Linked DNA regions of Sus scrofa: regions 1, 2, 3, 4 and 5 are each linked to region 6. A link is a contact called in public HiChIP or PLAC-seq and promoter capture Hi-C data. All regions are on one chromosome and are shown on one strand. Each heading gives the region's core, a stretch centred on a gene start, on an enhancer-like site or on the middle of the called end of the contact. The rest is flanking DNA. Distances are from core to core; before and after follow the strand shown.

The links. Promoter capture Hi-C pulls out the DNA fragments that hold promoters and counts their contacts. HiChIP or PLAC-seq counts read pairs in DNA pulled down with a chosen protein or histone mark.
Region 1: a promoter capture Hi-C map of liver shows a contact between it and region 6, with 4 times the contacts expected there. The contact joins the promoter of ZNF609 here to the promoter of OAZ2 in region 6. A contact is called at or near these places in 1 of 5 promoter capture datasets (liver), 1 of 47 Hi-C or Micro-C datasets (liver) and 2 of 2 datasets of contacts at active chromatin or transcription factors (alveolar macrophages and skeletal muscle).
Region 2: an H3K27ac HiChIP or PLAC-seq map of skeletal muscle shows a contact between it and region 6. The contact joins the promoter of PCLAF here to the promoter of OAZ2 in region 6. A contact is called at or near these places in 3 of 5 promoter capture datasets (fetal liver, liver and skeletal muscle) and 2 of 2 datasets of contacts at active chromatin or transcription factors (alveolar macrophages and skeletal muscle).
Region 3: a promoter capture Hi-C map of fetal liver shows a contact between it and region 6, with 2.9 times the contacts expected there. The contact joins the promoter of NARS here to the promoter of OAZ2 in region 6. A contact is called at or near these places in 2 of 5 promoter capture datasets (fetal liver and liver), 3 of 47 Hi-C or Micro-C datasets (heart right ventricle, liver and skeletal muscle) and 2 of 2 datasets of contacts at active chromatin or transcription factors (alveolar macrophages and skeletal muscle).
Region 4: a contact with region 6 is called in a promoter capture Hi-C map of fetal liver, with 2.6 times the contacts expected there. The contact joins the promoter of SPG21 here to the promoter of OAZ2 in region 6. A contact is called at or near these places in 1 of 5 promoter capture datasets (fetal liver), 5 of 47 Hi-C or Micro-C datasets (embryonic fibroblasts, heart right ventricle, liver and 2 more) and 2 of 2 datasets of contacts at active chromatin or transcription factors (alveolar macrophages and skeletal muscle).
Region 5: a promoter capture Hi-C map of liver shows a contact between it and region 6, with 6 times the contacts expected there. The contact joins the promoter of MTFMT here to the promoter of OAZ2 in region 6. A contact is called at or near these places in 2 of 5 promoter capture datasets (fetal liver and liver) and 2 of 2 datasets of contacts at active chromatin or transcription factors (alveolar macrophages and skeletal muscle).

The regions. Positions count from the first base shown.
Region 1 is chr1:107,580,529-107,584,821 of Sscrofa11.1, forward strand. It overlaps ZNF609 (zinc finger protein 609), which reads right to left and starts at 2,819. Exons shown (of 9, transcript XR_002344510.1): 1 at 2,694-2,819.
Region 2 is chr1:107,656,965-107,661,315 of Sscrofa11.1, forward strand. PCLAF (PCNA-associated factor) reads left to right here and starts at 2,545. Exons shown (of 4, transcript NM_001244997.1): 1 at 2,545-2,679; 2 at 2,930-3,007. The coding sequence starts at 2,634.
Region 3 is chr1:106,930,746-106,935,277 of Sscrofa11.1, forward strand. NARS (asparagine--tRNA ligase, cytoplasmic) reads right to left here and starts at 2,360. Exons shown (of 16, transcript XM_003121455.6): 1 at 2,161-2,360.
Region 4 is chr1:107,010,352-107,014,371 of Sscrofa11.1, forward strand. SPG21 (spastic paraplegia 21 (autosomal recessive, Mast syndrome)) reads left to right here and starts at 1,473. Exons shown (of 9, transcript NM_001244929.1): 1 at 1,473-1,715.
Region 5 is chr1:106,968,656-106,972,908 of Sscrofa11.1, forward strand. It overlaps MTFMT (mitochondrial methionyl-tRNA formyltransferase), which reads left to right and starts at 1,983. Exons shown (of 9, transcript NM_001244826.1): 1 at 1,983-2,228; 2 at 3,559-3,768. The coding sequence starts at 2,008.
Region 6 is chr1:107,322,795-107,326,963 of Sscrofa11.1, forward strand. It overlaps OAZ2 (ornithine decarboxylase antizyme 2), which reads left to right and starts at 2,431. Exons shown (of 5, transcript NM_001301326.1): 1 at 2,431-2,625. The coding sequence starts at 2,606.

The DNA of each region.
Region 1 (4,293 bases), core at 1,569-4,068, 260 kb after region 6:
AATTTAATCTGAGGCTTCTGCCTTCACTATCACCTGACAGGATTCAGAAATGAATGCCAACAGCCCCAGAGCAAAAAGCTTTGGACTCGGTTTAGCTGAGACTTCACCCAGAGACCTAGGACACATAGTTGAAAGCAATCTAAAGAGAGACAACACCTCCAGTAGGACCTTAAGACAGTTCTGCCATCAAGAAATATAAAGGTCAGAATAGCGTGTTCCTTCCTAACAAAGTCCAACACCTAAGTGGCAAACCATCACTTTTAAGAAATTCACAGAAATAAAAAGAAAAGGAAGCAACATGGTCAGACACAGGGCCTCAGAAAGACCTTTGCCACAACCAAAGGCTAAAAGTTCCTCTTCCACAATACCCTATAGGAAATGGTTGGCTACTGTGTACAGTGTACATTGTGTGCAACTGCCCTCTCACAAAGAGCTTGCTTTCTAATCTCTTTATTTTTTTATTTCATTGTATATTTTTCTGGGCCCACCTGCTGGGGCTATGGAGTTCCCAGGCCAGGGATCGAATCTGAGCTGCAGCTGTGACCTACATCACAGCTGCAGCAATGCTGGATCCTTAACCCACCACGCAGGGCCAAAAATTGAACCCACACCTCAGCAGCAACAACACTGGGTCCTTAACCGGCTATACCACAGCAGGAACTCCTCTAATCTCTTTTTAAAGACGTTTTCTTTAATGTCCTAAATGGAAACCCCATTTCCAGTTCCAAATAATTCTTTACCCAAATAATAGTATCTAAATACTATTTGAACAATTCTACAAGATATATGCAAGGATAAGTTTCCTTCTAGCTTGTTCTCATCCTTCTCTCATTAATAACTCCCAAGACCACAATTGATTTTTTTTTTCATGTTCATCTCTCTGGCAATTTTTTCTCAAACACGGAAGCACATATGGACTTTCTTGCACAATGAGTAAGTCAAGTCCTTTCATCAGAATTAAAATAAAGATTAAAAGGAAAGTTGTTTTGTTTCCACAGCCCTTGCCCAGATAGGCAAATTCTGTGGCTTTTTTGTTGTGCAATTTTTCTGAGCAGGAAGTCACCATTAAAAAGGTACTTGGTCCTTGGCTCCCTATCTTAACCGTGCACAGGGTTTTAGTGGTATTCCTAAACAAATAAACAAAAATCAAAACAAAAACATGAGTGTCCCATTTCTATAAAAAGAATTAAACATGCTGGCTCAAACAAGAGTAAAACCCTCCCCTTGGAGTCTTCTTTAAAGGTCTGACACAAACACGAGGGGTGAGTCCCCTAGCCACTATTCCTGCACAACTTAGTACAGGCCAGCCAAAGAGGCAGGCACAACATGGCTGGCATTCCCTATTCTTCTGAAAAATGTGTGCCAATGAGCTGTGCATTGTTCCTCACTCAAAAAGAAGAGCCTTTCTGTCTGGCCTCCTCCAATGGCAAGCCCCAGTCTGGAAAAGGAAGAAAATGGCACTGAGGAGCCTGGGAGATGGAGCATATCCAAAGCTCTCAGACAAGACTTGAACCTATGACCTTCACTGTGTACACAATAGGCGGGTGAGAGGGACGGGTTTATCTCTGCAGCAGCAGTTCTCAGCCCTGGGGTAGCACTCCCGATAAAATGACATGACTATTGTGTGTGGCAGCAGAACAGTCATCTCCTCACAACAGCCTAAACCAGCACTCCCTCCCCCAAGACAAAGCAGCAGGGGTGAAATTAACTCAAGGCTGCAGAGCAAAGCCTAATACAGAAAAGAGAGGCCTGTGGGGGATTGGGGACTCTCCTCAACCCCTGGGGCTCTGGACACATGGCTGGAAACAGACAGGCTTTCTCCCCCATCTTTCCCACTCTCATTTAGGTAGGAAGCTGTTTCTTAGAGAATTTAATCATCTGTGATTTGTTCAGAAATATTCCCCCTGAAGGGCTATGATCTCTCCACCCTGTGTGAGCCTAATTCCTAGAAGCTGAAATGACTGTTTGCTGCTGCCTGTTTCACAAACACACATTAATTGGTCAGATGTGTCTCCTCCTCCTCAACCCCAGAGGGAGGAAGGAGAATCTGAGCAAAGCACAGAGATGATCCAACCGTAATTACACATAAAGGGAAAAGAGGGCAGCATGGGTTTTCCAAACAGGACAGGGTCACAAACCCTCCCGAGGGTACAAGGATAGTAGTTTAAGGGCCAGGCCTAGGGATCCCTCCATCTTGAAGAAAAGGACAGGAGTAAATGTGACCTGAAGACTACAAGGAGCACACACCCACAAGCTACTTACTGCACGCCCCCAGCCACCTTGCTCCCCCCTCCTGGGCCACGCACACGTCCTGCTCCCAGCCCTTCGCCCTGAACCCCCCTAACTCCCTGACTAGCTCCAGTCACCCTGGGCCCCCCGCAAGATACCAGACTGGCCTCTAAAACTCTCTGGCCTGTCCTTACAACCTGGCCAGACTCTAATCCCTCTCGGGTACCCCTACCCTCAGCGTGAACCGGCCTGGCCACGCTTTGAACTTCACCCCAATCCCCTCGACTCCCCCCTCCCCCACCCACGCAACGACCCCCCCCCACCCCGCCATACACACCTTCTCCTCGCTCCGCCCCGGCCCCCAACCCCCACTTCCTCCGTCAGGCGCCGCTGCCCCCGGCCCCCTCAGCGCCGCCGCCTCACTCCTCCCCCAGCCCCAGCTCCACACAAAGCTCGGGACTCACCGCGCGACCGGTCCCGGGAGCCGCCACCTCCGCCCGCCCGGGCCCCGGGCCGTAGAGCCGCCGCTGCTACGGGGCCCAGGCCGCCATCCGTTCCCGCGGCCCCTCCCCCCTCCCCACCCCGCCTCGGCCGGCTCTCCGCCCCCTCCTCGCGCCGCTCCGCCCCGCCCGCCGGTGCCGCTGTTCCGGGGCCGCGGGTCCCTCAGCCGCCGCCACCGCCGCCGCCGCCGCGATCCGGGACAACCAGGGCCGCCCGGAAGACCCGGACACTGGATTATCGGGCCCTCGGATCCGGATTCCGGGCTGGTGTGGAGTCTGGAGCGGTAGAGCGCAGGGGAAACCCGGAACCTGGATGGCGGAGCCAAATCCTGGGTCTCGGAACGCGCGGTCACACGGAGCCCGGATTAGAGACTCGGAGCCAGGATTAGAGACGCGTAGCTCTGGGAATGCTGGAAAACCCGGCCGGTCGGTTAAAACAGAGATAAACTCGAAGAAGCCTGGATGGGAGAGCTCGAACCTAACGCTCTCTCCTCGTGGAAAGAACTCTCGGTGGCCAGACTTCCTCGCAGAGAGGTCTCTGGGGAAGTATCGCACCTTAAATACAGAAGACACCAATTCTGTAAGTGTCCAACCGTGGGGAGAGAAAGAGCCATAAGGGGTGTGAATGTGAACATCTACAAAGAACAGAAGGGCAAACACAGCTCATGGTGGTTTCATCCATTTTATCCGTTGTTTCAGCAAAGTATCAATCCCCTAATTTTTTATCCTTTGTCTTCCAATTTTTTTTTTTTAGGATTATCACTAGTTTTCTTGTTCAAGCACCCATTTCTCATCCTATACCCCTCTTCACCTCATCACCCCATATCACCAAATCCTGTTGATTTATATCACCTAAAAGTCCTATTGTTCTTTTCCAACCCACCATTCTATTTATGATTGTAACTTTTTCTTTCCTTATCTGCCATTCATCTGATTGCTCAGCACACTATCTAGTAGGCATTCAGTCCTTATTTAAGTGAACACTCCCACCCACCTCTCACTTATGAAACATATCATACTCTTCACCTCCTAAATCATCCACCCCCTTCTATAGCAAACAAATTTATCTTAATTCTCAAGTCTTAGCCTAAATTATATCCTTCCTGTGTCCTTGACCACCTTAGCTCTGCAGTTTTCATCTTTCCTTTTTCCACTATCCTGAGGCATCCTTCAACAGTGCCACTCAAAATAGTATGTTACTGGGTCATAAAATCCTTTCACTCTCCATCTCCACATACACATGCAAAAGCTGTGTGTGTGTGTGTGTGTATGTGTGCACGTGTGTGCACACCAGGGGGTGATGGCTAAAGATGAACGCTAGGCCTGTCTGATCTATGAAAAATAATCTCCCCTTGGCCCACCCATATTCAGCTTGTTCTAGGACAGTACAAAAACAAAACTGATGCCAGGTGACAGCAAACCTCTAATCTACACTGATGATATTACAAGTGAGGATTCAGCTACTTTCAGGTAGAGAAAGAGAAGGGCTTAGTGTTTTAGGCTTAGATATGACTTAATTAAGGGTTACCATTTAAGTAGTCATTTCCTACTAAAGAGCATGACT
Region 2 (4,351 bases), core at 1,295-3,794, 330 kb after region 6:
GCAACCCTAGTGAAAAATGGGCAAAAGACCTGAATAGACATTTCTCCAAAGAAGATATACAAGTGGTCAACAAGCACATGAAAAAAAATGCTCAACATCACTGATCATTAGAGAAATGCAAATCAAAACTACCATGAGATACCACCTCACACCAGTCAGAATGGCCATCATTAATAAGTCCACAAATAACAGATGCTAGAAAGGGTGTGGAGAAAAGGGAATCCCCTTACACTGTTGGTGGGAATGTAAATTAGTACAACCACTATGGAAAACAGTATGGAGGTACCTCAGAAAACTAAATATAGAACTACCAAATGACCCAGCAATCTCACTCGGGCATATATCCAGACAAAGCTTTCCTGCACATGCACCTGCTTATTCACTGAAGCACTATTCACAATAGCCAAGACATGGAAACAGCTTAAATGTCCATTGACAGATGAATGGATTAAGAAGATGTGGTATATACACACAGTGGAATACTACTCAGCCATAAAAAGAACAAAATAATGCCATTTGCAGCAATATGGATGGAACTAAAGACTCTCATACTAAGTGAAGTAAGTCAGAAGAGAAAGACAAATATATGATATCACAAATCTAGAATCTAGTATATGGCACAAATAAAACTTTCCACAGAAAACTCATGGGGAGTTCCCTTCATGGCGTTCCTAGCAGAAACAAATCTGACTAGGAACCATGAGGTTGCAGGTTCTATCCCTGTCCTCATTCAGGGGGTTAAGGATCCGGGGTTGCTGTAAGCTGTGGTGTAGGTCACAGACACCGCTCTTCCAGCGTGGCTGTGGCGTAGGCCCGCAGATAGAGCTCCAATTTGACTCCTAGCCTGGGAACTTCCATATGCTGAACAGTGCAGCCCTGAAAAAACAAAAAAAGAAAATGATTTTTACTAGACAGAGTCCCCCTTGTGGCTCAGCGGTAACCAAATAGACTACTAACCTTGAGGAAGAAGGTTAGATCCCTGGCCTTGCTCAGTGGATTAAGGACCTGGTGTTGTTGCCATGAGCAGTGGTGTGGGTGATGCTGCTCGGATCTGGCATCGATATGGTTGTGGTGTAGGCCACCACCTACACTTCAATTGGACCTCTAGCCTAGGAACTTCCATAGGCCGCAGGTGCGGCCCTCAAAAAAAAAAAAAAAAAAATTTTACTATGCATCACTACCTTTTTCCTAAATTTTTACTCTATTATGTGTCCTTCTTTATCATAATTGTAATTAAAAAGACAAACATAAATATGGCTATAGTACCATGTAGACTGCCCCTATGTGCAAAGATATGTTTGCAATTTTTTGTAGCAATTTACTTGGCATATGTACTAAGGGAAAAGACCAGCAGATTCTCTATGAAGCTCTGATCTCTATGGGATTTGGGAATTAGGTAACTCAGCCCTTTGTAGAAACCAATTAACTGAAAAGGAAATAAGGTGTATTGTGAAAGCATTGTGTATTGAGAGGAGCTTGATGACAAAGAACAACTAGGGATACTCTAGGGCTTGTTGATTTTTCTGATAGGACTTTGGCTGTAATCTTAGACTCTTTAGATTTGGCCAGAGCTACAGGGAATTTGAAATACCTTTCCTCCTGTTATAATGTTAATATCATCTAGATTCTGTATTTCAGAAACACGCAGTAGCTGTTGATTCTGTTAAAGTACTGAGTAGACTTTTCTGAAATTTCAGCCATAATTTATTGACGAGAACCAACGACCTGCTTACACTTTTAGGGTTTCCTTTAAAGTATACATTTAACAAAATGCATCCTAAGGCTTTGATCAGGTTATGTGCATGGTATTCAGAGTGAAAAATCACTCCCCAGGGGTATCGTGAATAATTAGGATAAGCATTGGGACAGAAAATAGTTATTAGCTCTTATTCTAAAGTAATGTTCACTGTGTGCCGCGGACATACATTTAAGGTATTCTGAAACCGTGACAGGTCTCGGGAAAACATTTTATTATTATAAATAATGTTTCTTTTTATGTATGTATACACAATTCACCAAGTTTTTTCCTTCAGTTTCACAGCCTCCTAAAAAGGTTTTTTTTTTTTTTAAATCAAATCCCCGTAAATAAATTGTATTAGCTTCTTTTATCCCCATTCCATATAATTGTTTTAGTTATGGATGCTGTAAAGAAAGTTCATGCCAGAGTTAATAAAAAGTCCGCCTCATTTCAGGTGTCACGTCCAGAAATCGATCATTACGGATTTAATCCTGTGGTTATCTTTTGAAGAAATGTTGTAATTCGCTGTCTTTCTGGTATTTTCTTTTCTAAGCAGGCACTTAGAAGAGAATTCAGAATCTTAGCACCCACACCTGGGGCACCTCAGCAAAGCGCCCTGGCACCACCCATTCCGAGCGGATACGAATCACAAGCTTCTGCAAATTGATAGACGGGTCAGCACTGCGCCCAGCTCTACCACAGTCACCACTGGACGCTGGCGATTGGTTGCGCGTGAAAGGCGCGGAACCAATGGAGAGGCGGCCCGGGGTTGTCCGTGGAGCGCGCGGGAAAGAGACCAATATAAACTGTGGCGGGAGATTCGTTTTTGGGGCCTTGTCCCGTGAAGCACCCTCGGCAGGAGAGACGGTTGGTTGCTCTCATCTCGTTTTCGAATATGGTGCGGACTAAAGCAGACAGTGTCCCTGGCACCTACAGAAAAGGTGAGGCATTTGAGTACGGTGGTGGAGGGAGGGCAGCTCTCGGCGAGCAGGAGAGGCCGGGGCTCCCCACAGACCCGTCCGCAAACTCGTCCGGCCGGCGGGGAAGCAGCGGCCCGGCCCCTTTAACCAGGAGGAAGAAGCGGTTCCGACAGGGGACAGTTGTCTGCTGTTCTGGATCGCGGGGCTCTTCCTTCCAGTCGGAGACTATGCCTGCTCTCTTCTGAATGCCCTCCTTTGCCTCTCTCCACAGTGGTGGCTTCTCGAGCCCCCAGGAAGGTGTTGGGTTCCTCCACCTCTGCTAATTCCACGTCGCTTTCGTCAAGGAAAGGTAAAAAGCGCCCCTGCAAGCTCCTGGGAGGAACCCTCTCAAAAGGGGATCAGGCCAGGCATCACAGTTCTGACCTGCGAGCCTCCTAACCCACTGTGGAATTTGTTTTCCAGAGAGCCTCAGGCCCGAATTTCTAACTTGCCCTTTGATACAACGAGGGGGGCCTTGGTCTCTCGGCAGACTGAGGTAGAGTTGGGTCGAATGGTAAAGAATCTGAAGCCTTGGGTTGGGGACAGACACAGTTTCTCTTCCAACCTTTTTTCCCCCCCTCTACTTTAGCGTTTTTATTTTTCTTAATATTGGCAGCTGGGTTTTTCCTTGAAAGAGACTATTTAAGCACTCCCTTCCTAGATTAAATATTGGGATGAGGAGTTCCCCCTGTGGCACAACAGGGATCCTAGCTCTCAGCGCCCAGACGCATGTTCCATCCTTCTCTGGGTTAAAGATCTCGCCAACTGCGGCTCCAATCCTCGGCCTGGAAATTCCACATATCCGGGAGGTCAAAAAAGAAAAAAAAGAATTAGGATGATAGTTGACAGTGCTAATCACATTGTCGCAATGTCATCTTAAACATTTTTCGTTTCTGCCACAACGGGAACTCCTGAAGAATATTTATATTTTATAAATATCTTGTTAATTCTATTTTTTAGGCTAAAAGATAAACATTATAAAGTATTATTGCCTGAATATAGCTTTATCATGTCACATTTTTGTCTTCCTTTTTTTTTTTTTTTTGCTCTTTTCTAGGGCCGCACCCACTGCATGTGGAGGTTCCCAGGCTAGGGGTTTAATCGGAGCCTATGCCACAGCCACGCTGGTTCCAAGCTGCGACTTTGACCTACACCACAGCTCATGGCAATGCCGGATCCTTAACCCACTGAGCAAGGCCACGGATCGAACCCAACTTCATGGTTCCTAGTCGGATTTGCTAACCACTGAGCCACAATGGGAACTCCATCGTGGCACATTTTAAAATTCAGTTTAAAGAGTTCCTGCTGTCGTTCACCGGAAATGAATCTGACTAGCATCTGTGAGGATGCATGTTGGATCCCTGGCCTTAAGGATCCAGTGTTGCTGTGAGCTGTGGTGTAGGTCCAAGACGTGGTTCTCATTCCACGTTGCTAAGGCTGTGGCGAAAGCGGGAGGCTACATCTTCGATATGACTCTTAGCCTGGGAACTTCCATATGCCATGGATGCAGCCCTAAAAAACAAAGAAAAAAAATAATTTACAAGATAAAATTCAATTTAAGATGGATGCACTGCTACCATTTAATACACTTGGATTTATTTATTTATTTATTTTGGACTTATCCAGGGCATGTGGAAGTTTCTGGGCCAAGGAT
Region 3 (4,532 bases), core at 1,110-3,609, 390 kb before region 6:
GATTACATTTGCTCCCTGGAGGAGGCAGCAATATGCCTCTCAATTGTAGAGGCATTGTCCACCTAAGGATGTGCCCCTTTTGCCTGTAGCACCAGCATCTGTGGACTTACAGAATGCCGTGCCCATCTCCACAGTACATAACATCTGCTATAATCAGGGAACACATTTTCAATGAAAGAAATGTCTGTGGTGTTCACTGTGTAACCATGGGCTTTGCGTCAAGTTAGATTACTGCTTAAAATAATCACATGTGTGTCCTTTTCCTGTGTGGGAAAAATGTACTTCCCTGCTTAAATCATGTTGGGCTTGGCTGTGTGGATTTTTTCTGACTGTGGGAGATGGGCAGATGTGATGAAAGTGTGAAGTGGAGATTGGTACTTGCCACCTGCCTCGACACAGACTGAATCATGAGTCACTGCAGGCTGCCAACCCTCAACACCCCCTGAAAGTCTCCAGGGTGGAGATCAGGAGTGAGGCATTCTGTGCTCTGGGAGAACTGGCAGAACAGGTCTTCGACAGTTAAATATTTTCAGGAGAGGATTTTATGAGCCCAATTCTTACATCTCATATCTAGAAAAGACTTCATGGTGACATCTGCTCCTGGTAACTAGCAGTAACCTCCACAAGGCTAGCAGCTAACTTATATAAAATGTGTGTGTGTGGCTGCATGTACTTCCCCTCCAAAATCACATGTGTACTGACACTCCCTCCTACTTCTTTGGAGCAGAATTTCAAAGTTATCTGAAATGCTGCCTCCTGGGCTGTAGTCTTCATTTTGTCCCCAGTAAAACAACTTTCAACTTGTAAGTCATCCATAGTTTTTAAGCTGACAAAAGCGAAGGTTTAAAGTGTGCTTGTATTTTTTAAATTTATTTTTTATTTTTTAATTTTATTACTCAATGAATTTATTGCATTTATATAAAAATAAAAATAATAATTAAAAATTTTTTAAAAATTTAAAGGAAAAAAATTTTTTAAAAATGTGCTTGTACAGTTGAGTGTGTTTTCTTGCCCCTGCCATTATCAGGAGAAGAGTTTACTGGTCCAAGGAAGGTGATAGAAGTGTGACCTGGATCCAGTCTACATCTTGGAACTAAACCCACCTGAACTTGGTCCAGATCAGCTGACTCCTAGATAGACCAGTGAGAATAAATGATTGTTGTGTTGCCTCTGAGTTTTGGAACATTTTGTTACACAGCTTTATCAGGACAGTAGTGACCGATAAAAGCCCCGTTACTCAGAAGCAGCTGGCTTAAAAGAGGAGCTGAATAGCCTATTGGGAGGCAGTTAAAACACACTGCAAGGTGTCAGACAATGTTTGATGCAATCTCTCACACAGTGGAATGTATATTATTATGATTATTTTGTGTGTTTTTTGGTTTCAAACAGTTCTCCAGGTATTTTCATTTCTGTGAAGCACTTGAAATGTCTATGACCCACACTGAAGCCAGAAGGCAGAAATCTTTACTGTTTTTTTTTTTTTGGTTTTGTTTTGTTTTGTTTTTTGTCTTTTTGCTATTTCTCTGGGCCGCTCCCACAGCTTATGGAGGTTCCCAGGCTAGGGGTTGAATCGGAGCTGTAGCCGCCACCCTACGCCAGAGCCACAGCAACGCGGGATCCGAGCCGCGTCTGCAACCTACACCACAGCTCAAGGCAACACCGGATCGTTAACCCACTGAGCAAGGGCAGGGACAGAACCCGCAACCCGCAACGAATTCCTAGTCGGATTCGTTAACCACTGCGCCACTACGGGAACTCCAATCTTTACCGTTCTTTGCCCAAAGGAAGGACAAACTCTCCTAACACCAGTGAAGACCACATGAAATGGAAGTGAGAGAAGGGACGACAGCTCCAGGGCAACTGCAGACAAGACCCTCTGCCTGCCTCCTGCAGTTTCTACCCCCAGTAATAAAAACAAAGCAGTCAACCTCTTTCCTAGAGTGGTTTGCTCCTCATCTACCCACAGCCCGTACTGAACTTGCCCCTGCCCCCTGTGTCTGGTCCCTGGCCCGTACATGTCACTACCAGAATGTAGGTAAGATGCCATGCTGGCATCCTTCCAGGGCACTCAGCACAGCTTGCACTCAGTAAGCGTTTGCTAATTATCTGTTGGGCAGACAGTTTAGTCCAACCTCCTTCCGGAAGCAGAACTTTACTTACAGCATCGTGGAAACAGTCACTTCCAAGAACAAATTGAAATTTGTCGGTGCTTATAGTGAATGAATGCATGCAGTGAATGGTATTGTTTTTCTCTCCTCCTCAGACCGCCCAGCTGGGGCGCCCTCTTCTTGCGGTCCTCGATATTTCGCCCCCGCCCATCAGGGTTGTTCTAGTCTCTGGGTAGAAGCCTCCTCCGCTCCACCGGGAGCCAGAAGCGAATCACGGTCCTAACCCTGTTATGGCCCCCGCGGGCCACCGTAGCGGGCCGCTGGCTGGGGCCCAAGGCCCGCAACTTCCGTGTTGCCATGTTGTCTCCAGGCACTTTTGCCTTTCCACACGTGGTCTTAACATTTCCGGTTCTGCGCGGCACCTCCCCTGTGAGTAAGGGAGGCTGGATCTCAGGCTTGTTTGAGCACAGCTTTCCGTGCGTTATCTTGGAGCAAGCGCGCAGGCTTCTTTAGCGCTTTTTTATGCACTAAAGTTATTTGCTCCTCAAGACGTTTCGAAGAGAGAAGAGGCAAAAATCACTGTAAGCGTTTCTAGGACACTTTTCCCCAACCCAGGGCCGGGAACGGGGGCTGGGGTGTGGGGAGGGGAAGCTTAGTGTTTGCCTAGATAGCGAAGCGGTCAAGCAATCGAAGAAAATCTCAGTAATGTTTGAGAAAATCTCAGTAATGTTTAAAATCGATTTGACACTGCAAACAAAAAGTGGGAATTATCATTACAGTGACACTATTAACTTAGAAAACTGGAAATGTAACTTTTTGCTTGTAGAGTTAAATTTAAGCATTTAGGTTTGCTCGTTAATTTATTTTGGCGGCCCCCAGGCTCTTTCGTGTTTGTAAACTGCTAGCTTTGTCTTTAATCTCTTCCTGAAAAGTTAAAATGAAGGACACTATAAAGTGTCCTTCATTTTTCTTGAAGGCGGGTGACTAATGGGGCACTGAAGCCAGATATCCTAGGACACAGGGCTCTTTCTGCCTCAGTGACTCTGCTCGGGTTCCTTAATCTCTCTGAGCCACAGGTTTTTCAACTGTAAAGTGATGATAATATTCTGGAAAGGCTGCCTTTGGAGGTTAATGTGAGATACAGAAATGCCTAGTGTGTGCTTGGCATCTAGTGAACTTTCTGAATTAGGATGTAAATAGTATTGCTAGTTAATCATTGTTCTTTTGTTCCATGATCCTGCTTAAATCAAATCTCAGGCCTTCAAACTGCTGAGGGATGCTGGTGGGACGGACCCATACCCCACTCCTAATGAATTCTGGCCAGTTTTCAAAGTATCTCAGACTCTGCAGATCTTTTCCACTGCCCCAACTCTCTCAAGAAATGACCCATCTCTTGCTTCACGCTGTTGAATAGGAGCTCTGATGGCCCTCCTTCAAAACTCTCAAACTTTCCAGGCTCAGCACCTGTCCTTACCTTCTGGTACAATGTAACCACAGCTGACCCTTGAACAACACAAATTTGAATTGATGGGTGGGTTTTTCCCCAGTAAATACCTAGTGCAGTAGTACAGGATCTGCAGTTGGTTGATTCCACCGATGGTCAGTTATAAAGTTATAATCTGATTTTCGGCTGCGTGAGGATTTGTGCCCTAACCCCTGAGTTGTTCAGGGCTCAGCTGTTGTATCCTTCCTCCTGTCTTCTCAGTCCTCCTTATTTCTCCAGTCTAATCTCTATACTCCAGCCAGGGCGAACAGTTGGAAACATAAACTCTCATTCTCCAGCTGGCAACCCTCCCTGACTTCTTTTGCTCTTAGGATCCACCCCAACCCCCCCCCGTAGGCTCACCAGGCTGTATGCTCTCAAGCTTTCTAAATGCACAATTCGTATCAGCCTGGACTCCTTTCTTTGAATTGACCTGGGTACAATGTGGGATTTGAGATAGTCTTGAAAGTTGAAGGTAGAGTCAAATGGTCTTGAAAGTTGAAGGTAGAGTCAAATGGAGGGGGGAGTGGGAAGCTTTCAGAACACAAGGGATTGTGTTCTCTGAAAGCAATGAGGGAGAACTCCCCCAGGTTATTTTGAAGAGCAATCATGGTATTAGTTTAGCAGGAGTTGAGGCTCCTGTGGGGTCTCTGGGGATCTCAGAGGCCCAGTGGATTTCTTGGTTTATGGTTGTGTGTGTATTTTGTTTTTGTTTGTTTTTGTTGTTGTTGGAGCAGATCATGAAAGTATTTTCACCCCAAGCCACAAAATCCTAAGAAACAGTCTGGTCTTGGACAAACCCAATAAATTGAAAAGAGCTCTTCTAGGTTCACATTTACTCAAGATGTTGGCAGTGATGGAATCCTGAGGCAAGTTTCCCAAAAAGTTGAACCATAAATATACCTTTAGAAAGAGTCCTTAGTGTCACCTCTGTTAAACTC
Region 4 (4,020 bases), core at 223-2,722, 310 kb before region 6:
TAAGAATCTGACTAGCATCCATGAGGATGTGGGTTCGATCCCTGGCCTTGCTCACTGTGTTAAGGATCCACAGCTTGACCCTAAGCTGCAGCATAGGTCACATGTGCTAAGGATCCACAGCTTAACCCTAAGCTGCAGCATAGGTCACAGGAGGGGCTCAGATCCAGTGTTGCCATGGTTGTGGAGTAGGCCTGCAGCTGCAGCTGCAGTTTGATCCTTAACCTAGGAACTTCCATATACTGCTGGCTTGGCCCTAAAAAGAAAAATTTTAATTAAAAAAAAAATTACAGCTCCCAGACCACTGTGGGAGAAGATAAACAATGTAATGGGTACCCATAATGGGTTTTATATACAACCAGTGATTTGCCAGTTATCCCATTCATTACCTAAGTTTTTGGGAAAAAGTCCGAGGTTAAAATTCTTCCGTGAAAACACATTCCCTGTATAGTTCCTATGTGGTGCTTATAATAAAAGATCTCTCTATTACTGAAAGGTGATTTTGGCTGGGGGGTGATGGATATATTGTGTTCTTGAGAAATGCGTTTGAGATTCGTCCAGGTTCTAGACTGGAATCCAAAGCTCCTGAGCAGGAGGGCAGAGGTCATAGTTTAAGATAGTTTACTCGGATCCTCTCTTGACCTTAATTCCCAAAACAATTGCCTGGGTAAAGGGAAAGGCTTTTATTAGAGTACAAGTTTTCCCTAATACAGATTAGGAAGAAGCATTTTCAACAGACTTTGTGGCAGGATCACTAAAAAACTTCCTAAAACGAGATTTAACATGTTATTCTACCTTATCACAGCTGAAAATATGCTATTGAAAAAGAGAGTCGTGACCTCTGCAACATCTTACTTGAGAATAATGTTTACAAATATATTAATATTCTCTTATTTTCTTTAAGGGAAAACGATGAGGGAGTTGGAGGTTCAGTGGGAGCTGTTCCCGGAAATCCCCAGAACGTCAGCACAAGCCTGGGAAGGGAGGCGGGAACGTTACAGTGGAGGATTATGAAGGCCGTCGGTGGCTGTGCAAAGGAAAAAAAACCTTGCCAAGAAAAGAGGGTATATAAAGCCCTGTTCATCAAGGACTGAAACCCAAAGGGGTTCCCTCAAAGCTTTATACGGCGGAGAGAAAACGTCCAGCATCCGTTTCCTCCAAGAGGGCGTGAACTGCAGGCAAAGGCAGGTCCCGAGGGTCAAGTGCCCCTTTCTTCCACTCCCACAACCTCTCCTTCGGTGATCACATCACATAGGTGACCTAGAACTGACCCAGAATTTCCTCGGACCTCTTACCCGCGCCCGCCGCCACAGCCTGAGCGAGTGCGGAGACCGCATCAGACAGGATGTACGGAGAGCTCTCGGAGTGCAGCCCTGCGGTCCAACCCGCCCGTGGCCATGGTGACCGCCGGAGACACGCAGCTCCGCCCCTTCCTCGCGACGTGGCCCCGCCCCTCCAAACCCGGAAGCGCGGGGCTCAGGCCAGCTGCGCGAAAGATTCGCGAGAGAGGGCGGTGGCCCAGGCCTGCTTGGCCGCGCGCCCCGCCCCTCGGAGGCCGGCTTTCCAACGCGCCCCCAAGGTCTGCAGAGCTTGCGGGTACAGAGCGCTCCACCCACCGGCCCCGACCCGGGCCCAGCAGCCTCCCTGGACTGGACCCGTGCTGGAGGGAAAAGCCGCCTTGGGGAGGCGGGAAAGGGAACTGGAGGCGGCCACGGAAGGTGAGGGTTTGGCTGGGCCCTGAGAAGCGGAGGGTGTGAGTGTTTGATGTGTTTGTGGCTGCAGGTGAGAGTGGTTTGTATTGTGAGCGGCTGCCTCTGTCGGCGTGAGTTTGTGTGGATCCGACTGTATCAGTTCATGTGACCATGCACGTGATTGGATGTCCCTGTGTGTGTTTGACTGAGGTCGATTCTGAGTTCGTGGAGGAGATCCGTGTGCCTGTGACCCCGCCTTTGTGTGGCTATCAATAGTGGGAGTGGGAGAAGGTGGAGGTCTGTGTATGAGTCGCCTAGGGTGAGGTGGAGGACGCTTGACCTGGGTACATTCTTGTAATCCTATCTTGGGGCTACACTGCTGCGGCCCAGGAACATATTTTTCTGTAAACTTTTAAGAACTCTAAGCAGACTAGTTGTTTTGGAGATTGCACCTCAGGCTGAAAGTGATAAATGCCTTTGTCACTGCTGAGTGGGGTCCAGGTGTGAGGCTGGTGAATGAGGCATGGGGAAAGTAGCAGGGCTAGGCTGTCTCACTTTTCCTCTTCTCCTTTAACTGGGGAGTCATAAATTCTGCATATGCTGCTGCTTTGTCTCCACCTACAATGTTCCAGCTCCTGTTGGCACAAAGATTCAAGAGACTGAGGGGTAATCGAATAGCTGTGTGCCAAATTTCCAAAAGCTTTTATATAAGCCATCTATACAAGATGAGGTGTCACAGTCGAAATGTCAGGTAATCAGCGTTTACTCCCATGAGGTTTAGAAGGTAATGAAATAAGTTTTTGAAGAAAAGAGAGATAAATCTTCCCCTGAGGAAACCTAAAAAAAGAATAGTTCTGGACTGGTATGCTGAGGTATGGAGGCCTACATTAAAAAGCCAATGGCATCACCTAGAGAGTCTCAGGTTCTAATATTTGGCTATTGATGGTGTTAATAATAATCACAGATTGTCCATAAGTCGATCATATTGTTGAGATAAAGGATCAGAAAACCTCTGACTAGTTAAACTGGTTATATGACTTAGACATTTGTAAAGGCGATTTCATTGACTGTGAATTGGCAGGTTCTGTTGAAACCCTGAGGATAAGTGGACTGTAAATTGGCTGGTTCTGTTGAAACCTTGAGACATAAGTGCACATAATTCTTGGTGCACACAGTTTTATTGTTGAGCAAGCACAAGGGGCAGAGAGGCCCAGGTGTCCAGAGCACTCGTGAGGAGGGGTTTCCTTAGGCAAGATTAAGGCAAAATTCCTGCAGTCCCTTTCCCACCAGCATGAACAGGTGCTTTTTTTTTTGTGAAGAGTCGAATTGTGAGAGATCAGATCAGTGTTGAGCTTGTGGTCCACATTCTTTCTTTAATTCTGACCAGTTTGGTCAAAATCTCAGTTAACTTTTTTTTTTTTTTTTTGCCATATGCAGAATGTTCCCCTTATGACTTGGAGAAGTATTCCTTCCCCTGTAGTGGATGAAAGAGAGCTGGGAGAACAAACTGCCTTTTCATACCACTCACAGCTGCTTTCCTTTTGCAGCAGTTTTTTTTTTTTTCACTTAAACGTCAGTTGGTCAGATGCAGCATTTGGTATCTATCTTACCTTTCATGTCCTGCCAAACCAGCACAAGTGTTAAAATCACTTGCCTCTACAAAAATTTAGTCACAGTTGGCTGGAATCTCTCCGTCCAGCAAGATTAGTTATAAATTGTTATAATGTTGGATGATTGTGAATAATACTGAGACTGTGGTAAGGAACATCTTTCTTCTTAACTGTTGCGGGAAGAAGTGGATGAGTGACGGTGAATGTGTGTGCCTGATTATGATGGGAGTGTGTGTATTTGTATGATGGTTTGGTTTGTACATTGCAATGGATTCTAAACTATGAATATTTTATCCCAAGTTTGGTGAACCTAGAAGCAAACTTTCTGGCTTTAATTAGCTAAGTTGTTTTATAACTCTATTGAGTAGGTTTTTTTTTTAAATCTAAATATGTTTTTGATATTTCCTCCTATACAACAGTAATTGTTTATAGTAATGTAATACTAGAAAATGTCTTCATTAGGAAATATTTAGGTGATATAGGAGTATTTCAAGTCTGTCTAGGTAGAAAATATTCCATAATTAACTATTTGTGCTAGCTGCTTTCAGTTAAAATCAGTGACCAGCTTAGAGAAAGGCTGTAATTCAGATGGCTTTGATTTTTAACATGTTAGTATTTGTTAAGAGGAAATGGATGTGGAGAGAATGATTTCTTCAGTTCAGTATGAGTAAGAAGTACATCTTTGCACACTGATTTTTCAGCATAAAACTAGCTGATGACTT
Region 5 (4,253 bases), core at 733-3,232, 350 kb before region 6:
GCATGCAGATCATCTGTATTTAACCTAGATCTGCATCTAGGGCCAGGGATCTAACCCAATCCACAGCAGTGACAGCACCAAATCCTTAACCACTAGGCCACCAGAGAACTCACGGATGTCTTATTACCTAAAACTTCTTGCCATTAGGAGCTGATGGCCTCATCTTCTCTGTGTGCTTTATAGTAGCTCCAGCCATGGATTTGTTTGGGCTAGGAAATGGACTTACCCCCCCCATTCCAAATTTACCACCAAGAAATTCAGAAAAATCTCCTTTTTAGCATCCTGGGAAAAAGTCAGCTGTACAATAATACCATGTTCAGTTAATTTATTAAACAGATTTTTTTCCACGTTCAGTTATTTACTTTTGTCTTTTTGCCATTTCTTTGGGCTGCTCCCGCGGCATATGGAGGTTCCCAGGCTAGGGGTCTAATCAGAGCTATAGCCGCCCGCCTCTGCCACAGCCACAGCAACGTGGGATCCGAGCCATATCTGCAACCTACACCACAGTTCACGGCAACACCGGATCCTTAACCCACTGAGCAAGGGCAGGGATCGAACCTGCAACCTCATGGTTCCTAGTCGGATTCGTTAACCACTGAGCCACAATGGGAACTCCCTATGTTCAGTTTTTTAAAAAGTAGTTTTCTAAAAAGAGTCCACCCGCTAGAAAATTATATGTCAATGGTAGAAGGCAGCTCCCTGGAGGAAGGGGTTGGTATTGGCCCCTCACACTGAGCCAGCGCTGTGTTTGGCAGAGGGCGCTATGAACAGCTCAAGGCAGCTCTGTTGGGCGGGGCTACCTGTAGAGAATTTGGGCTGCTGAAAATTGCGCATAATGCAGGCTTTCTAACATAAGCAGAGGAATTACATAAACACAAACATGAAGAGTCACCCTTTTTGGGTGTGTCTTTTTAGGACCACACCTGTGGCATACAAAGGTTCCCAGGCTAGGGGTCAAATCAGAGATGTAGCCGCCGGCCTACGCCACAGCCACAGCAACGCCAGATCCTAGCCTTATCTGCAACCTACACCACAGCTCCCGGCAATGTTGGATCCTTAAACCACTGAGCGAGGCCAGGGATTGAACCTGGGTCCTCATGGATGCTAGTCGGATTCATTTCTGCTGAGCCAAGACGGGAACTCCAAGAGTCACACTTTAGACAGCAGCCAGATTCTAAGATAATAACCCAAATGACTATTTGGCTTGTATTTGTAAGACATATTATATGGAGAAAGACAATTTTAAAGATATTAGAATAAAAAATATTAGAATCATATTCCACTTACCCTAAAAGAGAGTACTGGAAGAGAATTTACTTGGTAGAAGGTTGGGATCCCATCCTGCTCCCCTTCTCATATATGATCAGATTAGCAAAATAAAATCACCGGAAATGCAGTCCCACCCCCACTCCTCTTTGGTTTTGTTTGTGGTGGTTGTTTGTTTGTCACACCTGCAGCATGCCGAAGTTCCTGAGCCAGGGATCAAACCCTCAGAACCACAGCAGTGACAATGCATAGCATCCTTAACCCAGTGAGCCACCAGGGACTCCTTCCTCTTTTTTATTCAACACACAGGTGAATTTGGGTTAGGAATCAATCCGACTGCAGCTGCTAGGGTTGCTGCAGAGGTGCGGGTTTGATCTCCGGCCTGGTGCAGTGGGTTTAAAGGGCATTGCTACAGCTGCGGCAAAGGTCGCAGGTGTGGCCAGGATTTAATCTCTGGCCCTGAAACTTACATGCGCCGTGGGGAGCGGCCATAAGAATAAAAATTATTTGGGGGAGATTAGTGAAATCGTGCAAACCAATGCAGCGGAAGTCACGGGGACGCTTGAACAGGTAAACATCAACTGTTAAACACAGATGAGCCAAGCCGCTGATCAGGCAGGCCCCGCCCCAAGTAGCTGAAAGACCTCGCCCATCGGGTTTCCTCCCAGGCTCCGCCCCACCCGCCGGGTGCCCTCCTCGCACTCCTATGCGCCTGCGTAGTGTAGGCCGCAGGCAGAGGCGATGAGAGTGTTTATGCGGCGCTGCTGGGGGACCCTGCCTGTCGGTGGCTGCGCAGGCCGAAGGAAGATCCCGCAGTGGCCAGCGCTGGCCGGGCTAAGTGGGTCCCCTGGCGGGGAGGACGGATGGGGCGTCCGGGTCCGCGAGAAGCCGCCCTGGCGGGTGCTTTTCTTTGGCACTGACGAGTTCGCCCGGGAAACGCTGCGGGCGCTGCACGCCGCCAGGTACCGGGGCCGGGGGTTGGGAGGTCCGGGTTGCTGAGGACATGGCTCTGGAGCCCCTCCGGCTGGCCTCGAGGGTTTCGACTCCTGGTCAGGGCCAGAGATTAAATCCTGGCCCTCTCGCAGCGCGAGAGGAGTGTGGGCCCAGATCTTGGCGTCCCCGGAAGGTGCGCGGGGTCAGCCTGTGAGTGCCAGGCTGGCCCTGTCGGGTCTACACTCCCTACTCTCTCCGCAGCGCCTGGCTGGTGCTGGCCCCTTTACAGGCACCCTCTGTCCAGTCCCACCACCTTCCAGGCCGTTTTGCGCTTAAGGAAACTATCCTACATTTTTTATTTCCTCACTCTTGTTTTTTCCTGATGCACCCTCACACTCATTTCTGACAACTCCATTCAAGTCTTCCCTGCAGATACTTCACAGCAGACCCTCATAATGACTCTTTCATGATTCCGCTGGTATTCTCCCTCCACACATGTAACACCTTCTATAACACTGTCTTCACACATGTTTCCTCCGCACACCCTCCATAGCGCACTCTCCACGTGCTGCATTCCCCTTATTGCTTCCTCCATCTCTCCCTGCACGTATCCTGATGCTTTACTTGGTAGTGCCAGTACTCCTGCACTTTCTCTTTTGGGCCCTCCTGTCTACTCCTTTTCTCATAACTCCTCAACATGATGCAATACCTTCTAAATAACTGAACAGCTCTGGGCATTGGAATACTATACAGCAGGTAAAAAAATGAGGTGGTGCTACATGTAGTGTCATAGGATGATGTCCATGACATGTGTGTATCTATATAGACACAGATTTTAAGTATCTATTCAAATAACATGTAATTATAGTAAAAAATTCAAAGGATACGATGAAAAGTCAGTCCCTTCCATCTCTGTCTCCCAGTTCCTCTCTTCAAAGATACCCACTGTTTTCAGCTTCTTATTCTAGAAGTGTTTGATGGATATACAAGCAAATGTATATTTAACCCATTTTTTAAAAAAAGACTCACATAATAGTATACATGGTGTTGAGAAAAGTTAAATGTGGAGCAGTATATATTATATCCCAATTGTGTAAAATGTCTGTACTGTATAAGTTTTAGTATGAATAGGAAATTTCTAGAACTGTAACAGTAGCCAGTAGCCACTTGTGGCTCTTTAAAACAATTAAAATTAAATAAAAAGTAAAACCTCATCTCTCAGTTGCACTAGTATTAATCATTTTCCCTTAAGTGCTTTGTGAATTTAATCTTAAAAATGCCTTAGAAATGTGTGGAGTAGTTTAGCTTTACATTTTGGTCTTAACACTGTCACTTTTTTTTTTGCTCTTTCCAATTTAGGGAAAACAAGGAGGAGGAGTTAATTGAAAAGTTGGAGGTGGTCACAGTGCCCTCCCCATCACCGAAAGGACTGCCAGTGAAGCAATTTGCTGTCCAGTCTCAGCTTCCAGTGTATGAGTGGCCAGATGTGGGATCTGGAGAATATGATGTTGGAGTGGTGGCTTCATTTGGCCGACTTTTGAGTGAGGCTCTTATTCTTAAATTTCCCTAGTAAGTTTTATTTGTGGGGAAATAACAGTGAAGAGAGCTCAGTCTTTATAATGCACCTGGTATCTAAAGTGCAATAAATTGAGCTCTAATTCTTTCTTTAGTATTTTCTCTTAAAATAAAAAATGTTATTAACGTTATGAGTCGTTAAAATATATGATGCTCTTTATTGCTGTCTCTGGGCTCTCACCCACCCTCATTTAAATTCCTCATTTAAATCTGCTGACAACTCCCAAATTTGTCCCTCTGGTTCAGCTAAATCCTGAACTCCAGGCCCTTGGTATCCATGCCTCCTCCACAGCTCTGCTTGGATGTCTGATAGGTACCTTACATTTAAGATGTCCTAAACTACATTCCTGAACTTTCATCCCAAACCTGCTCCTTCCCAAAGTCTTCATCTCAGTACATGGAAACTCTGGCCTTCTAGTTGCTCAGACTCAAAGCCTTGGTGTTTTTCTCTATTCCTTGTCTCACACCACGCATCCAAT
Region 6 (4,169 bases), core at 1,181-3,680:
GGGCTGTTAAAAAAGCAGTATCCTTAGAAGGGGAACCGGGTTTCAGGTAAGGGAAGGAGGTAAAGGCAGCATCTTAAAAGCTGATATGGAAGAATGAATTGCTGATCTCAGGTTGCAGAGGGTACGGGGCAGGGTGTGGCTGGGAGCCAGTGTGAAGACAAGGATGGAGGAGATAATGGATGAGAGGGAACTAGAACCTGTAGTGGTGACTGAGGTAGATAGGCTTAAGGGAGTGATGGGATACAGAACTCTCTGAAACTTACTGTGTTGATGGGAAATCTGCTCTGTGCAGTACTGTAAGCACTATCCCCATTTGGCTGTTAAGCACATGAAGCGTGGCTAATGGGACTGAGGAACTGAGTTGTAAACTTCATTTCATTTGAATTAAGTTTAAATCGCTGCTCATGACTAGTGGCTATCCTATTGGACAGCACAGATTAGAGAAAGGTGGCTTCCCATTTTTGTGAATTTTTCACTGGCTGGCCAGGCACCCATCAAGGTGGTCACTCCTTCAAGTAGTAAGTTGTGGCAGACACCTTGTCACTACACCATGTGAATACAGACAGAGCACAGGATCAGGCAATACCCCAGGTACAAATTCTAACTCTACCACTTACTGGCTTTGAATTAAAACAAATAAATTAACTTGGCTGGTATATATAGGCCCTCGAAAATATTCGTTGGCATAGTCTCCCTGAGTTTTAATTCTTTTCATCTGTAAAATGGACGTGGGGGAACTGTTGTACAAATTCATGCTTCAGCATGATGCTCAGTAAATGTGGCTTTTATTGACACAGTGATTTAGCATCTGCTGGCTGTTCAAAAACTGTCCTTCAGGCCATGGGTCACTCATCCAGGGATGGGCTGGCAGAAGTGAGCCACCCCATCTTCCTTGGGGAACAGGAAGATTGCCCAGGTCTCTGGGACAATTAGACGGGATCGGTCAGGGCTAGATGTAATTGTTTAGTTCTGCTGTGGGCTAATGTAAGAACACACCTGGCTTGAAATGGGAAAATCAGGTAGGGACAGTCCCTTGGGGACAACATAGATGATCTAAAATGAGCCAGAGCATGGGACTAGTCTTGCTTTTATGTCTAGTGATAATCTGGGCAGTTCTGGTATCATTTACCACTTCAATTTTTGACTTAGTTTGGCAGCTCCAACCCATCTTCCATCCCTGATTTATCATCATCCAAAAACCAAAAGCACATTGTTTGTCAAGTAGAGGTCCTGAGACGGCTCTATGTGGCACTTTTGTGACATGGGGCTGTTTTCAGCTGGAGTCAGAGTGACCTTTGATCTGGAATGATTGTGACCACCCTTTCTTTGAAGCCATCCTTAATTCCCTAGTTGCTTTCTCTGTGGCCTCCCTCAGATTGAGCACTTACCTCATAGTATGATGGCCTCTCTGTGTCCCTCCCTCGGATCAGATTGTGACATCCAAGGCAGGAACTTTGCCTAGTTGATCACTGAGTATTCCTGGACTCTACCACATGCCTGAAGCACATAGTAAGTAGCTGCTCAAAAATTACTTGTTGACTAAATGAATGAATGGCGTTTGAGGTGACAGTAACCCATTATGATCTGAGATAACGTGACCTCTCTTGTGAGTTGACTGTGAACAGAGTCAAAAGCTGATTTTGTTGAAGTGCCTGTGATTGCAGCCTGCAGTGACTGTGATCTGAGGGGTCTGCATACCAGTGATTGTGACCTGTTGGCACTGATCTGTGATAAGGACCAGCAGGGATAGTGACTGTCGATTAGTAATCTTGCATGACTGTGATATGAAGTGCTTGTAAACATGGCAGTGTTGGTGCCTTCCACCACTACTGTCAGGTGACTATGATCCTGATCCACAGCCACTTGGCATTAGATGACCACCAGCCCGTGTAAGGCCTTAACCCTTGGCCTGAGATATGTTTTTAAGGTGAAGATATTGCTGATCTTAGCTGACAGTTTAAGTTATTGATCTGCACTGTGAGCGGAGGTAATGGAGATCTCAGGGCTTGGCCTTAGCCTAGAATGACACTAATATATGTGTATTAATCTTAGATTAACGATTTTGTTTTGTTTAATAGCTTCCCAGGGCCTATAAGTGTCACAGCCCTGCTAAACCCCACGCAAACAAGGGTGAAGCCAATGCCCAATAAATTCTACTTGAAATGAAACATCCTACGGCTCGCCCAGCCATCTCCACCACGACACCGCCTGGGGCACGATCCCTTCTACACGCTGCTTCCCCTAAGGCCCTGGCGCTGCCCTGACTCCGCTACCGGCTTGACGCGCCTGCGCAGAGGCGGGGCGGTGCTTTGCCCTTTGTTGTGGGCCCCAGTTTCCCAGGACACCGCGCGGCGCTGGGGTGGGGCTATGTAGATGAGGCACTTGGGGGCGGGGCGGTTGCTGCAGCGTCGGCGGCGGCCGGGGAGGGTCAGTTGGAGGCAGGCGCTCGCTGAGGCAAGGAGGAGGGCTCTGGGCCCGCGGCCTGACAGGGACTTAGCCCGCACAGATCGGCCCCGCGCGCGCGCGCGTGACCCCACACCCACCCACTCATCCACCTACCCACTCCCTGCGCCGCCTCCTCCCACCCTGAGCAGAGCCGCCGAGGATGATAAACACCCAGGACAGGTAACGGCCCGGCCCAGGCTCCCCGCCCCCATCCTCCCCTCGTCTGCTCCAGAGGGCCTCCTCTCCCCACCACCCAGCGGGTCCCCGGCCCTCCTCCAGAGGGCACCATCAAGCCCCCACTGAGTCCCTTCCCTACTTCAGCCACCCCAGTCTGAGCCCCAGCCTCGCAGCTGGGCCTCCTTCCGTCCTTTAGCCCCCCTCCCTCCAGCCCGGCCCATCCCCCTCATCCGGGCTTCCTCCTCCCGTAAAAGCCCCCACAAACCGGGACCCAGTCTTCCAATCCAGTCCCTATTTCCTTTCTGCCCCACCGAACCGTGCTTTTTCTCTCATTCCTAATTCCCCAGATTGTTTCCCATCTCCCCAAATCTTCCTTCCCCTTTTAAGTCACTTCACCCTTCCCTCTGAATCCCCTTCCCTAATTCAAACTGCACCTTCCAACCAGACGCCTCTTTTATCACCCCCCCAAAGCTCCGTCCTTCAGTTCTCAACTGGACCCAGCCCCCCCACCTGTCACCCCCCTCCCCGGCCCCCACCTCCCCAGGCCTCGCAGTCTTTACAGTGATGCCTAGTCCTCCCCTTGGCCCCTCACTGCAGCTTCCTCTTTTCCCTCCAGCCCTCCCTCCACACCCTTTTCCCATTTGGGCCCATGCCCCCTGTCTCCCAATCTCATTCTTTTTATTTCTCAAACACTTTGGGTTTGACTCATGTTCTCCATCCTGTTCCCTAATGATGTCTTCCACCCAACACTCTTCTAAACACTCCTACCTTTTAACTACTTTTTCTCACTTTTTCTTATACTCTTCTCATCTTAACCGATCCGCATCGCTAGAATATTAGGTTACAGAATTCAGCCCACCCTGCGTTTTTCCCTATACCTCTTTCCCAGTACCTCCAGTGCTTTCAAATCAGTCCCCATACTTTGCTCACTGGACCTTTCATGTTTCCTCAAAACCCTACCCAGCCCTCCCTTATTAATTGGAGAGAAAGACTGCACATCTTTCTGAAACAGCTTGCTTCACATATGCTTACTTCACATGTACTTCTCCCCTGCCCAAACTAGGCAGAATTCATTATTCAGTTTCCCTCTCTCTACCTTTCCTCTTTTCCTCCAAAGTAGCCCTTGTCCTGCATTTATGCCTCAAGCATGTCCCATGTTTCTGTCCCTAAATCTTCAGTGAGAAATTGTTTCCTAATGTTCCAATTCTCTACAATTTTTAACCCCAGCTGCTGCTTATACATCAGAATGACTTTTATTTACAATTTGGGTTCTAATTCTCTTCCTCATTTTTCCCCAAAACTTGTTGCTGCCTGCTCCAAAATGAGTCTGAAGCTCATTAGTTTCCCCCTCCAGACCCTTTGTCTCCAGATTTGGCCTTATGGCTTCTGCTCCTCACTTGGGCCTCATTGTTTTGCAAGCAGATCCATTCCCTGCAAATCTTCCTTAAATTGTGCCATGGCCTATCCAAATCTGGGCTTTAGTTCCTCTTACAAACATAGCTCTTCTTACTGCTTTTCTTCACATAGAGATCTAACTACCACTCAAG